Linked DNA regions of Mus musculus: regions 1, 2 and 4 are each linked to region 3. The links are chromatin contacts, called in public Hi-C and HiChIP or PLAC-seq maps. All regions are on one chromosome and are shown on one strand. Each heading gives the region's core, a stretch centred on a gene start, on an enhancer-like site or on the middle of the called end of the contact. The rest is flanking DNA. Distances are from core to core; before and after follow the strand shown.

Region 1 (2,700 bases), core at 179-2,678, 410 kb after region 3:
CTCAGATGCAGGTAACTGTGTAATGGTCTGCATTCGCCTAGGTAGCTCTAAAGTAAACAAGGAACATGGGTGATAAATGAAATGGATACTAACGTTGTACAAGAAGGTGGAAAATATATTGCCCTGATATGCCTGTTCCAGCTGAAGCTTCTTAAATAGAACTGGAGAGAACACTCAAAGTGTGAATGCAAAGAGTGGCAGCCATTAGCATGCATTAGAATCTGGGCAGATCTCAAGATATAAAGAAGCACATTATACAGTCAAGAATATGAGACTGCCATGAGCTCTGCAAAAGAAGTGGCTCTAGTACAAAATACTGGTATTAAAGTAAGAAGTCTCCTGGATCTGACACAGTAATGATGGGTGAGAATGAGGCAGAGAATGGCTTGTCCTCCCAAGGATCCTGTGGTTAAATACATTACTACAAATTTCTCTTTGGGATCAAGGTACTGTTGACCACAAATGCCATATAACTTGGAGGCACTGAAAATACCTGTTGTGAACTAGATGGAGACCACCAACCTCCAGAAAGGTTCAGCACCCAGGTCTCCGAAGGTGAAAGGTCACAGCTTCATCTCACAACACCAACTAAGGTCTGTTTCTTATTACCAAATAATTTCCAGAAGGAGACCAGGCTTGGGCTCGACTATCCAGTAGCAGGACACGAGAGGAGGAGAGTCTGAGGAGAGGTTATTCTCTGTGCTGTAGTTCCACAGCGACTGAGGGAAAGAGTCACCTGTTTGTCACAAAGAGGATCTTGGTGTCTACTCGCCATCCCAGTGAGGCTTCCATGCTTGCCCTTGTAGCTCCTAAAACAACATGGCTTCCTTAGAAGGAGATAGGAGGAGGTAGGATCTGTCAATGGGGGGGGGGCATAGAATTCTCAGATCTGCATGGGACAGAGCCTTTGACAGGTACAGTCCCCAAAGAGCAGAGGTGAAAAGCACATTCATGTACTTGAGGTGAAGGACCACCATTAAAAATAAATAAGGAACTCCAAATGTGTAAATCCGATCTAAGCCAAACCATATGGCGTAAAATGAAAACATTTCTTCCTGTACTTTTGGCAATATGGTTTCTTACCAGATTTTATATACCTGGAAGTATCAACACAGCTGTTACCATGCAGTCTCTCCCCCCGATAGAAGGTATTGATGCTATAAGTAGTCCGGTGATATTCTCACTGTGTAGCTATGTGTGCACAAAGAATGTCATGCATGCAGTAGAAGTGTTAAAATCCTGGGCAACACCTCATACGTTATTGGCCTTCCATAGTGAACAAAGTCATTTTTCAAGCAAGTCATAAAGTAGTCTAAAAAACAAGTGTTTCAGTGTTTGCTCCAAATGAGGCAGTGGTGGGGGACTGCCGTTCATCTGACATCATTTCTGATGTAGTCAGCACCAGCTTGGTATCTGATTAGGGCCCCCGCCATGGTGGTGCCAGACTTACAACTTTAAGTGGGGTGGCTGAAGGAAATTAATGTGTCAGAGTTCCCTGAAGGTGAGCGTGTCTGCTTCACGTTTCCTTCAGAGAGCTTCAACTGGAGTTGCCTTTGATTCTTTCTAAGAGAATCTTTTGAAGATATTTCTGCATCTGGGTAATAGGGAGAGATGAGCTATCAACAGCAAACACATCTAGCAAAAAACATGTTGCCACATCGTCCCTGAAAGATGCAGATATCTTTGGTGAGAATGTGGTAAGATCAGTGGCTCCATTCAAGGCTGCTGAGAATCCGCAGAGATAACAAACCATCTTGACTATAGCATTAACCTGGCTCATGTGACTTGTATTCACATCACTTTATATTCCTTTAAATATAGGAAATGTGTCTGGTGGTGGTGGCAGTGGCAGTGCACACCTTTAATCCCAATGCTTGGAAGATAGAGACAGGCAGAGCTTGAGGTTGGGGCCAGCCTAGTATACAAAGCAAGTCCCAGGAAAGTGAGGGCTACACAATGGGATCCTGTCTTGATAAAAACCAAACAAACCAAACAAACAGAAAACAAAACAGAAACCAGGAGATGCTGCGCTTCACAGATGCACAGAATTGATGAGAAAGTCCTTATCATTTGCTTGCAGACTTGTCAACGAAAGGAAAATCTCAGTAAAGGCATTACATCTGTCATATAATCTTCATTTCCCTTCTTCTGGTTACATACACAAATTTCATCATAAATTTTAATCTTTTAAATATTCTCTATCCAGACAAACCAATGAGCCTAGGAATGGAACACTCTGTGGCACACTTTTTCTTTAAACAATTAATAGAAAGCACACACAAAAAACTTTGTAGTCCACAAAACTGAGCAAAACTATTATATTTTCTTCCTATTTGTTTGAGAAAATGTAGATGTAGACACCTCAGACAGATCTGGTCTTGAATTCTGGATCTGCTACTTACACAGATAATATAACTTAAAATATGCACGGATGCTTTTAACATCATCATATGTTTACCTATGTCTGTCAATCCTTGGTATACATGGATATGAACATAGAAAATTTTTATCCATAATAACCCCATGTACACATGACTACATGGACGTACACAGATTCATGAGTATTTGAGACATATTCACTAAGCTTATTCTTGCAGAAATTTTTAAGCTAGAGACTGTTTTATATGATTGACTACTCTGCTGCTGTACTGAAGTGTGCTTTTGTGATTCCCAGAAAAGACATTGCATTTAACATGTTTT
Region 2 (2,700 bases), core at 198-2,697, 360 kb after region 3:
GCTATTACAGATAAAAGCATACCTCAAATGGTGATTTGGCATCTTTATAACCAATCCTAGCAATCAACTCAACTAAAATCAAGCTAAATAAATTGGATTTTGTGATAAATGTGAAGATCACGTATAGGTAATTCTTGGCTCAAAGCCAACAGACCTCTACAACAAGGAAACTTGTAATTATTTCTGTTAAAAGGAAATAAACTATCTTAGCTGCTCAGAGGCCAAAAGACAAAAAAAATTGAGGTTAGCCTTTTGTAGACATGCATCATCCAGTGGACTGAAGGTTCTGGAATGCTGACGATGCTTTTGGAATTTTCAAGGTTTTGGATTTTGGTTCAATAATTCTATTTCTTATTACATATTCAGAAAAGACACAAAGAATAATTACAAATCATTCTTTTGTTGTTATTTCAAATAGTTGAGAGTTAGAAAAGCCCCAAGTTCAAATAAAACAAGCATATTTTCATATGGCATTCACAACATGCTTTCTTGTATTAATAGAATAGGTCATAATGAAGCTGGAGAAGAAAATGTAAATACGTGAAATATTCATATAATTTTGTTTAAAATGTAAGATATTAGGAAGACATATATCAACAGGTTGGGACAAGGCATACAATTCAGTAATTTCATAAACCTTTGTATTTTCAAGTTTTATGTGATGCGTATTTAGTAAAATGTTTCTATGACATTATTCATAAACCCAGTAACAAGTTCAAATAAATTGAATGATGCTGAAGAACAAACCAGTTTTGACTGACTACCAGTTAGAAGGGAAGTAATGAACTCCAAAAGAACAGCACTTAAGTCACGAGACTCAAATATTTATAATTTCTAAGAACTGTGTACAGCATTGCTTTTGGCTTTGTGCAAGTAGACTCTGAGCTCTTCGTGCATTCAGTTCTTAACGCCTTTAAAATGACAGTTTTTGCCACTGCTATTTTTCCCCTGGAAGTAGAGCTTTCACATTATCTTAATTCTATTGTCATATTTTTCTTAGATGCCCAAATAACCTCTGCTCAGAGAGATAATATCTTGGCAATCCACTTTGGTTGATTCTTTCTTCATAGTCATTTTAGAAGTAAATCCTTCAAGAGAACATTTCTTTACCCCACTTTTTCATTATTTCCAGAGGCAAAAACTGGCAGGGCAATTTATAATTCAATTTTTGCTAAATCCGTGACACCCAATATATATGTCAGGCATTTCATCAGCAAGGGACTTTGGGAATAGGTGATAAATTGTCCTGATTAGAAGTGCAGGCTGTTCTTCTAAAACATCATATTAAAAAGAAGGTAAGTATTATTAGGAAAATGTAATGTATCTTTAGATTGTCCAGAAACATCAGGGATAATCACCTCATGTGAATATATTCCCCTCTGTGCTGTACAGCAACACTCTAACACTCTATGGCTTTGATAGCACTCATCTGGAGAAAGGGGGAAAAAAGACCCCATCAGTTCACAGACCTATCAGGGGCTGGGAGTCTTTCAACAGCCACATAGCTCTTAGTGCGGCAATAACTCATCCCTGCCAGAACTGCCTGCCTCTGAAATCCGAAACATGGCCCTAATCATCGTAGGACTGTTGGTGTATGTGATAGTATAAATATTGCTTTCTAATGTAATCTCCTCTGATCTTCTTAAGCGTCCTTTCTGTGTTCCATGTATTTTCCCGTGTGATCTGTGTGGCTTAAGGAAAGCCACGGACTCCCCCCAGGTTATCTCGATGCTAAGAAACGATGCTGAGAAACTGGATGGCTGAAGTATGAAGTCTGCTCTAGTAGCAGACATGTGTCTGTGGGTGTGGGTCACACACAGGTTCAGTTTGTCATTCCATTAATGAGCTAAGTAATTAAGCTAAAAAAAAAAGTAACTGGTAGGGTACTTGAGGCCCAAGACTAGAAAATGGAGAATGGAGCCTTTCACCTCTGGGTCAACGGTTTCTGTTTAATCCCACTGTTAATGACTAAAAGTCATTGTTTCCATCTGAGTGTTGTTTGGTCTCAATGTGAAGTCAGTTGGTGGTCTGCTATCAGTTTCTCCTGGGCAAATGCAACAGTATTGAAGTCCACTGCTGGTTTTTTTTCCCCACCCAATTGGACCCAACAGTGTAATAGATGCTGTTTGTTTGATAGCAAAATAAGTCCATTCAGAGACTGTGCCTCAAAAGGAAATAAGTAGAAAATATACATGCTAGGATAGTATGTGAAGTAATAGGAAATTCCCTCCCCTGTGGTAGAATTTTGTGATACATTTACCTTCATATCATTTGTTTATTTGAAACTTCATGTCTATGATCAGGACTTTGCTGATGAGAGAGTTTAAAAGTTCTAAAACCAAGTGTCAGAAAGGTGTAAGTCTGGCTTAAGGTCACACAGAAAGTTGTTATGTGGATGAATCGCATCATAATCTTTTTATAAGAATGAGACTTCCCATCACCAAGAGAACTTGCATAGGGCAGAAAGATAATTTATACACACACACACACACACACACACACACACACACACACACACACACTAAAGAAGTCCAAAGTTAGCATTCAGGACAAAGCATTCATCACAGACGAAGTTGCACACCTTTTGTATTGTGTGCTCATAAAATTCCCTAAACTAGGTTTAAATACCCATACTCAAAACCCCCAAGTACCTGTACATTGACTAATGGCACATCAGATTGTTGAAAATAATGAATGAGT
Region 3 (2,871 bases), core at 274-2,773:
CGTCCTTGGCCAGCAGATCCATGAGGTAGGCGATGTAGCTGGTGGCCAGGCGCAGTGTCTTGATCTTGGAGAGTTTGGTGTCGGCGGGCACGTTGGGGATGCACTCGCGCAGCTCGGCGAAGGCGCTGTTGATGCTCTGAGTCCTGCGCCGCTCCTTGCGGTTGGCGGTGCCCCGGCGCTTCACCGGGCGCGGCCCCCCCAGGCCGGGAGGCCCGGCGCCGGGCGGCACTCCCCCATAATGGGAGTGGTCCAGGCCCGCGGCACCGCTGGCGTACTCGGGGCTGTAGGACAGGGCCATACTGTAGTCGGGGGGCGACATCTCCGGGTGGCCAATAAGCCAGCCGTGGAAGTAGGGGTTCTCCTCGTGGCTGCAGCGGCTGGCGGCGGCGGCGGCAGCGGCGGCGGCGGCTGCGGCGAATGGGTAGCCCTCATGGTGCACCACGGGGTGGTGGGGAAAGCCCCCCACCAGACTCATCTCGCCTTCCGTGGCCCTCCACGCGCCCCAGCGTGCGCGCAGCCCCGCCGCGCCCTCCGATCGGGCTCCGACCTCGGCGATCGGCGGCCTTCCCCACCCCCCACCCCCCAACCCCCGGGCTCCCGGGCCGGCCCTGCAGCCGCAGAGGGGGCCGCTGCAGCCCGGGGCCCGCGCCTGGCCCGCCGGGCCCGCCTCAGCTGTGCCGCGGCCGCCGGCTCCCCATGGGGCGCGGCGAGCTGGTCCCGGCACGGTGCGCCCTTGCTGGCCGCCGCCGCCCGCCCAGCTCTACAGCCCGCGCGCCGGCTCCCGCGTTCCCCGCTGCAGCGACCAGGCAGAGCGCTCCGGTGCTCATGCAAAAGTGCCGGCCGGCTCCCGCGAGGCAGTCCCGCAGACGCCGGCCACGGGACTCCTGACTCCGAAGATGACCTGGAATCCGGGGCGAGTCCAAGCTGGGGCTGCAGGAGCCGGCCCGGCTGTGCCGGGAGGCGGCGGGGTCGCAGCTTAGCGTGGAGCTACCTCGGTGCGACCCTCCCCCTTCCTGCCCCTTCCCCTCCCCCACCAGCTCGATCTGGGTTCTTGGGCGCTTATTGTTTTAATAAAAATTATTTGGTTGTTGTTTTGGTCCTTGAGTGTGATTTGTTTTTAAAGCTGTAAGGAACGTGTCCGTCCTCGCTCCTCAGGCTCTCTCGGAGGCTTTGCAGAGAGGTCTCAGCGCATCCATTTTCTAAGATCCTCTCCTCTCCGGACAAGAATCTTGGGCCCTTGAAGGCACCTCGGAGCTGGGAAGCGGCGAATGGACTCTCGGAGGGGTGTGCTCAGACAGTGGCCGCGGAAGCTCCTGGGTGGCAGCGGCGGCGGTTCTCTTGGGCTGGACGCGGTGAGGGGAGCAAGCCGATTTTCCCAGCAAGATCTCCATGTACAGCTACATCTTTAGGGCCGCTCGGGTTAATATATGTCGTCAGAGGCTCCTCACGCCAATCCCGGGGCGGCGGGGGCGGCGCCTCGCGCTCTCCGCAATAAAACTTTTTGATGTTCACGTTGCTAATTGCCGAGGTCCTCTTCTAGGATTGGTTGTCCACTCATAACCATAAGATAATTAAAACGGGGGGGGGCAGGGTAAAAAAAAAACCCTTTTATCAGCCATAGGTTAATGCAAGTGTTTAACAGATGCTTCGCTATTAAAATATTTCCCCCCAATACTGAAGAATCTTAAACCAGGTACAGTATTATTTCGCTTTCTTTTCTGATTACAGGGGTGGGGTGAATAGAGAAAGGAACGCAGATTATGCCTTTTCAAGTGTTTTGTAGGTAACCGAGGCAGAAAACTGAGCCGACAGTCTCCTATAGTTTTGTGCTGGGCTGGGGAGGGGATTTGGGGTGGGTGGTGGTGGCGACAAGAGTCTGGAGGTGGCGGTATGGAATCCCATTAAGGTGCGATTGGGAGTGAGCCGAGTCTCTTTGACCAGGCTAGAGCGCCAGCGCTCCTCTGACCCGGCACACTTTGGCAAAGTTGCAGTGGCCTGTTTGCTTAGGCACTGAAGTGGATGACCCAAGTTAGGATGACAACTTGCAGAGAACGCGGATGAGACCTTCAGTTTGTGCCCACACTCATTTGCAGCAACCCTAACAGAGATTGCGAAGATTTTCAAAGTGGGGCACCTCGATTTCTCGAATCTGTGGTGTGGCGAATATCCGTGTTCCTCCTGCTTAACTAGCCTGTTTGGTAAGTAACTGAATAGTTTTTACAGCGTGTTCGGAGCTTATTTTCTAGTTTTTATGAACAAACATATAAATATATCTCTGCATTCCTGCCTCCCTCATAAAAGCGGGCATCTGTGGAAAGCAGGTTTAGTTATCGGAGGGGAGCCATTAAACGGACGTTTAAGAGACAGGCAGGGAGGAAGGCTCGTGGATGTTTAGACTGCTTGCCTTGGCGATCTTGAACGCATTAGAACGGAAAATGGATCTCCACTTGTAAGTTAGCGGGCCTCGGGGCACCTAGGAGATTCCCCAGCAGCGCGGGATAGGGGCGGTCAGTGGAAGGAGGCAAAACCACCCTCCGGCTGGCCTGTATGAGGATCTCTTCTTTTCACTCACACGAAGAAGGTCCCTGTGTAATAGGGTGTCAACAGAAGCCCTTAGGCTGTAAATTTGATCACACCGATAGCTGGCCTTGGACCTGAGGAGGCAAGCAGAGGGGACACAAGTGACTCCCACCGTTGGCATCGCTTTTTGGAGGCAGAAGCACTCTGGTCCCAGACATTAAAGAGAACCCCAAGTTAAGAATCCTGCATGGACAGTCCTTCCCATGTCCCTAGAGTCTGTCTGGCTGTTATTCTGTCTGGAAGGCCACATCAGAAGGAATCGGAGAGCCCATCTTCTTGCTCCCAGGGTAC
Region 4 (2,863 bases), core at 274-2,773, 390 kb after region 3:
CTACAGTTAAAATCAGTGTCAGTTTTTTATGAGTCTTGTAGTGAGCAAAACTAAGAGATCATCCAGAACGTCTCCTGGATGTTTGAGCAAGCGTTTTCTTGCTTCAGTGATTCAGCCGCAAGTAGGTGGCTGTTGCTCCTGCAGTGATTTAGTCATTGATATTAAGCAGGTCTTGAAGTAATAACGAAGGGAAACTGTATAAAGTAAATAAACTTACAGCAGAAGATACATGTACCCAGAAAGTTCAACAATTTAGAATATTTGTCTGATTTTTTTTAAGTCCAAGAGTAATCTGTATTGATTACAACAGGAAGCTAGTTTTTCCAAGCTGGAGAATGTATGTGTGTGGGAAACCCGACTTTTAAATTTAAAATGACCTTTGAAGAGATTGCAACATGCTTATCATTGCTCTCCCTGAAGTCTCCAGAAACAGTTTTGTTAAAGTTATACGTGCAAAAACGTTCAATCCTTAGGGAAGAGTGTGTATAAAAATTTGTACTGAAAACTGAACCTGAAGCAATTTTATATATAGCAAAATTAGTTGCATAATCAGCCTTGCTAAACCATTCTTATGATTCTTATTTTATTTATATATATTGTTAACTTACCAGCCTTTAAATTTTATTGTTTCGTTTTCTTTGATAAAATAAACAAGTGACCCCCCCCCAATTTGAACGGGCCACTCAAGGAAACACCCTGTTCTTTCTTAAAGGCCAACCTGTCATGAGGAACTTTAAGATCTCAGTATGACAGGGTCACCAGCCCTCACCTTACCCCTTTAGTGATCACAGGGGTATTGTGACAGTGAAGAAAACAAGCTGAATTATTGTGGAGTCTCCTGTCTCTTGTTCTATACTTAAACCAGTTTCTTTTTCACAAAATGTAAGGAAATAATGTGTGTGTGTGTGTGTGTGTGTGTGTGTGTGTGTGTGTGTGTGTGTGTGTGTGTCTGTGTGTGTCTCTGTGTGTGTCTGTGTGTGTCTGTGTCTATGTGTGTGTGTGTGTGTGTGTGTGTGTGAGAGAGACAGAGAGAGAGACAGAGAGAGAGAGAGAGAGAGAGAGAGAGAGAGAGAGAGAGATGATGGGGGGACTGACAGTGGCGAGGGAAAGGAGAGAAAAGGGAAAAAGTATAAACTGGCAACTGGTTAATTAAAGTAGTAATGGTGTCAATTCCTTTGCACTGGAAATACGTCCTCCATTGTGTGCAGTTTCAGGGAGTGGAGATCCACTGATAAGACTGTGGGGTTGCAGTTGAGCTTAGATGAAAGCTTGCCATTTGTGGCCAAGTGGGAGGCAACTGCAGTAAGACCCGGGCAGGAGAGAAATAACTCATTTGGAGTCTGGCATGATGACGGTGCATCTCTTTTGCAATGGTTTCTTTGTCATGCTTGAATTATGGGAGTTTGATCTTGCTTTCTGCCTTTTGGCCAGACGATGTTTTGATCACTTCTATCAGACATCCATTCATCAAGGCCAGCATTTACAACTCCAGATCAGCAGAGGCTGCTGTGAGTCTTTTGAGATCTCAGAAGGCACAGGATGCATGCGGAGCCATGCCACGTACCAGAATTCATAGAATTTTCCAAATTCCACAGACTGGCCACCGTTAAGTGTCATAAGACAGCATTTGACTTTCTACCTGTGACTCAGTTTGTTACACGGCACCAGTGGGCTCTCTTAGAAGCTAATTTGGTTAAAACAGAAACTAAAATTCTCAACAAGCTAGAATGATACAAAATACTTCCACCAAAAGTTTTATAGTGTATTTAAATTAGAGGGAGGGATGTTTGGTGTTTCCTTAGATACTACAGGGAAAAAGAGGAGACAGTTGAATCAGGAGATCTCGCAGTACATTGTGCAGAGTATTATGATTAAAACCTCTTAAGTAAACTGTGCTGCGGGCTACCCTTTACATTTTGTTGTTTTGGCATCCCAAATGCTTTTGAAAATTGAAAACTGGGACTACTGGCCTATGACACCCCAGTGAAGCAGCAGTGCATGAAAGGAAACCTGGCACAATAAGAATAAACAATAATTCGGCTTAAGATGGATGTGAACTGTCAAAAGAAAGGTCCGTGCAGACAAGCCTCAACCACCCCAGACCTTTGCAACCCTTCTGCTTTTCCTTTTTCTCTCTGACAGTTCCCTAGAGGTTTCCGATATCACTCGTGGTAGCTGAGCCCTCTCTGTCAGTTGTTCCCAGTTGCCTCTCTACCAGTGCTTGTTTGCACTGGTATATATTCCAAAGTTTTTATATTATCCTCCCTTGTGGTAAGAAAAATTATACTTTTGCTTAAAACCACCCACTTTTTTTTTTCTTTTTGAGACAGTCTCTCTAAATGTCCTGGAACTTGCCAAATAAGCTAGGCTGTCTGGCTGGTAAGTCCAGGATTTGTCTATCTCTGGCTCCTTGGCTCTGGAATGACAAACATTCATAACACTGAGGTTTTTAGAACGTGGGTTTAGAGGATTGAACTCAGATCCTTCTTCTTGTAAGTCGAGGACTTTATGAACTGAGCAATCTTCCCAGCCCTGAGATGCTTTTTTTTTTCTTTTTCAGTGGAAATGGGATTGCTACAGACAGTAGGAGGAACACATGGAATCTTGGGGGCTTGCAGTCCAATGTACACTTTCTCTCTCCGGAAAGCCACTTCGTAACAGCTAGATCAAGGTCTCACAATGAACATGGGTTGTTAAAAGTGATGAGAAAACGTGGCTGGTGGGGTACAACTCTGTAGCTTAATGGGACTACTCTGGGGCCTCAGTATTGAAAACTTAGCAGCTGACTCTTGTACCTGGTGAAGAAGTCCATCCCTTACTAAAGGACGCTCGCTGAAGGGAGGCTTCAGTTACAAGTCTTTCT

What was found. A called contact is a pair of places that touch in the nucleus more often than the background predicts. HiChIP or PLAC-seq counts read pairs in DNA pulled down with a chosen protein or histone mark.
Region 1: an H3K4me3 HiChIP or PLAC-seq map of embryonic limb bud shows a contact between it and region 3, with 2.6 times the contacts expected there. The contact joins the enhancer-like site here to the promoter of Hand2os1 in region 3. A contact is called at or near these places in 3 of 39 promoter capture datasets (the 3T3-L1 cell line, hippocampal neurons and liver), 3 of 484 Hi-C or Micro-C datasets (the HL-1 cell line, the N1E-115 cell line and nephron progenitors) and 6 of 115 datasets of contacts at active chromatin or transcription factors (craniofacial prominence, embryonic limb bud, embryonic stem cells and 3 more).
Region 2: an H3K4me3 HiChIP or PLAC-seq map of embryonic limb bud shows a contact between it and region 3, with 4 times the contacts expected there. The contact joins the enhancer-like site here to the promoter of Hand2os1 in region 3. A contact is called at or near these places in 2 of 39 promoter capture datasets (liver and stem cell-derived epiblast-like cells), 2 of 484 Hi-C or Micro-C datasets (nephron progenitors and uterus), 3 of 115 datasets of contacts at active chromatin or transcription factors (embryonic limb bud, heart atrium and stem cell-derived neural progenitor cells) and 1 of 9 other capture datasets (embryonic stem cells).
Region 4: a Hi-C map of the N1E-115 cell line shows a contact between it and region 3, with 17 times the contacts expected there. The contact joins the enhancer-like site here to the promoter of Hand2os1 in region 3. A contact is called at or near these places in 4 of 39 promoter capture datasets (the 3T3-L1 cell line, embryonic stem cells, hippocampal neurons and 1 more), 8 of 484 Hi-C or Micro-C datasets (the HL-1 cell line, the N1E-115 cell line, liver and 3 more), 5 of 115 datasets of contacts at active chromatin or transcription factors (cardiomyocytes, embryonic limb bud, fetal liver and 2 more) and 1 of 9 other capture datasets (embryonic stem cells).

What each region holds. Positions count from the first base shown.
Region 1 is chr8:56,914,074-56,916,773 of GRCm38.p6, reverse strand. No RefSeq gene overlaps it. Among named protein-coding and RNA genes, the nearest start is that of Gm33501, 27 kb to the right of the region's middle. RefSeq lists an enhancer at 20-2,223. Within about 2 kb of position 1,428, at least 3 of the 459 cell types and tissues checked have an H3K27ac peak or open chromatin away from gene starts, as enhancers often do. A contact at or near this core is called in embryonic limb bud, where this site is marked.
Region 2 is chr8:56,961,223-56,963,922 of GRCm38.p6, reverse strand. No RefSeq gene overlaps it. Among named protein-coding and RNA genes, the nearest start is that of Gm33501, 74 kb to the right of the region's middle. Within about 2 kb of position 1,447, at least 3 of the 459 cell types and tissues checked have an H3K27ac peak or open chromatin away from gene starts, as enhancers often do. A contact at or near this core is called in embryonic limb bud, where this site is marked.
Region 3 is chr8:57,319,511-57,322,381 of GRCm38.p6, reverse strand. Hand2os1 (Hand2, opposite strand 1) reads left to right here and starts at 1,523. Exons shown (of 6, transcript NR_154048.1): 1 at 1,523-1,693; 2 at 2,094-2,198. Hand2 (heart and neural crest derivatives expressed 2) reads right to left here and starts at 1,399. Exons shown (of 2, transcript NM_010402.4): 1 at 1-1,399. The coding sequence starts at 475.
Region 4 is chr8:56,931,286-56,934,148 of GRCm38.p6, reverse strand. No RefSeq gene overlaps it. Among named protein-coding and RNA genes, the nearest start is that of Gm33501, 44 kb to the right of the region's middle. Within about 2 kb of position 1,523, at least 8 of the 459 cell types and tissues checked have an H3K27ac peak or open chromatin away from gene starts, as enhancers often do. A contact at or near this core is called in the N1E-115 cell line, where this site is marked.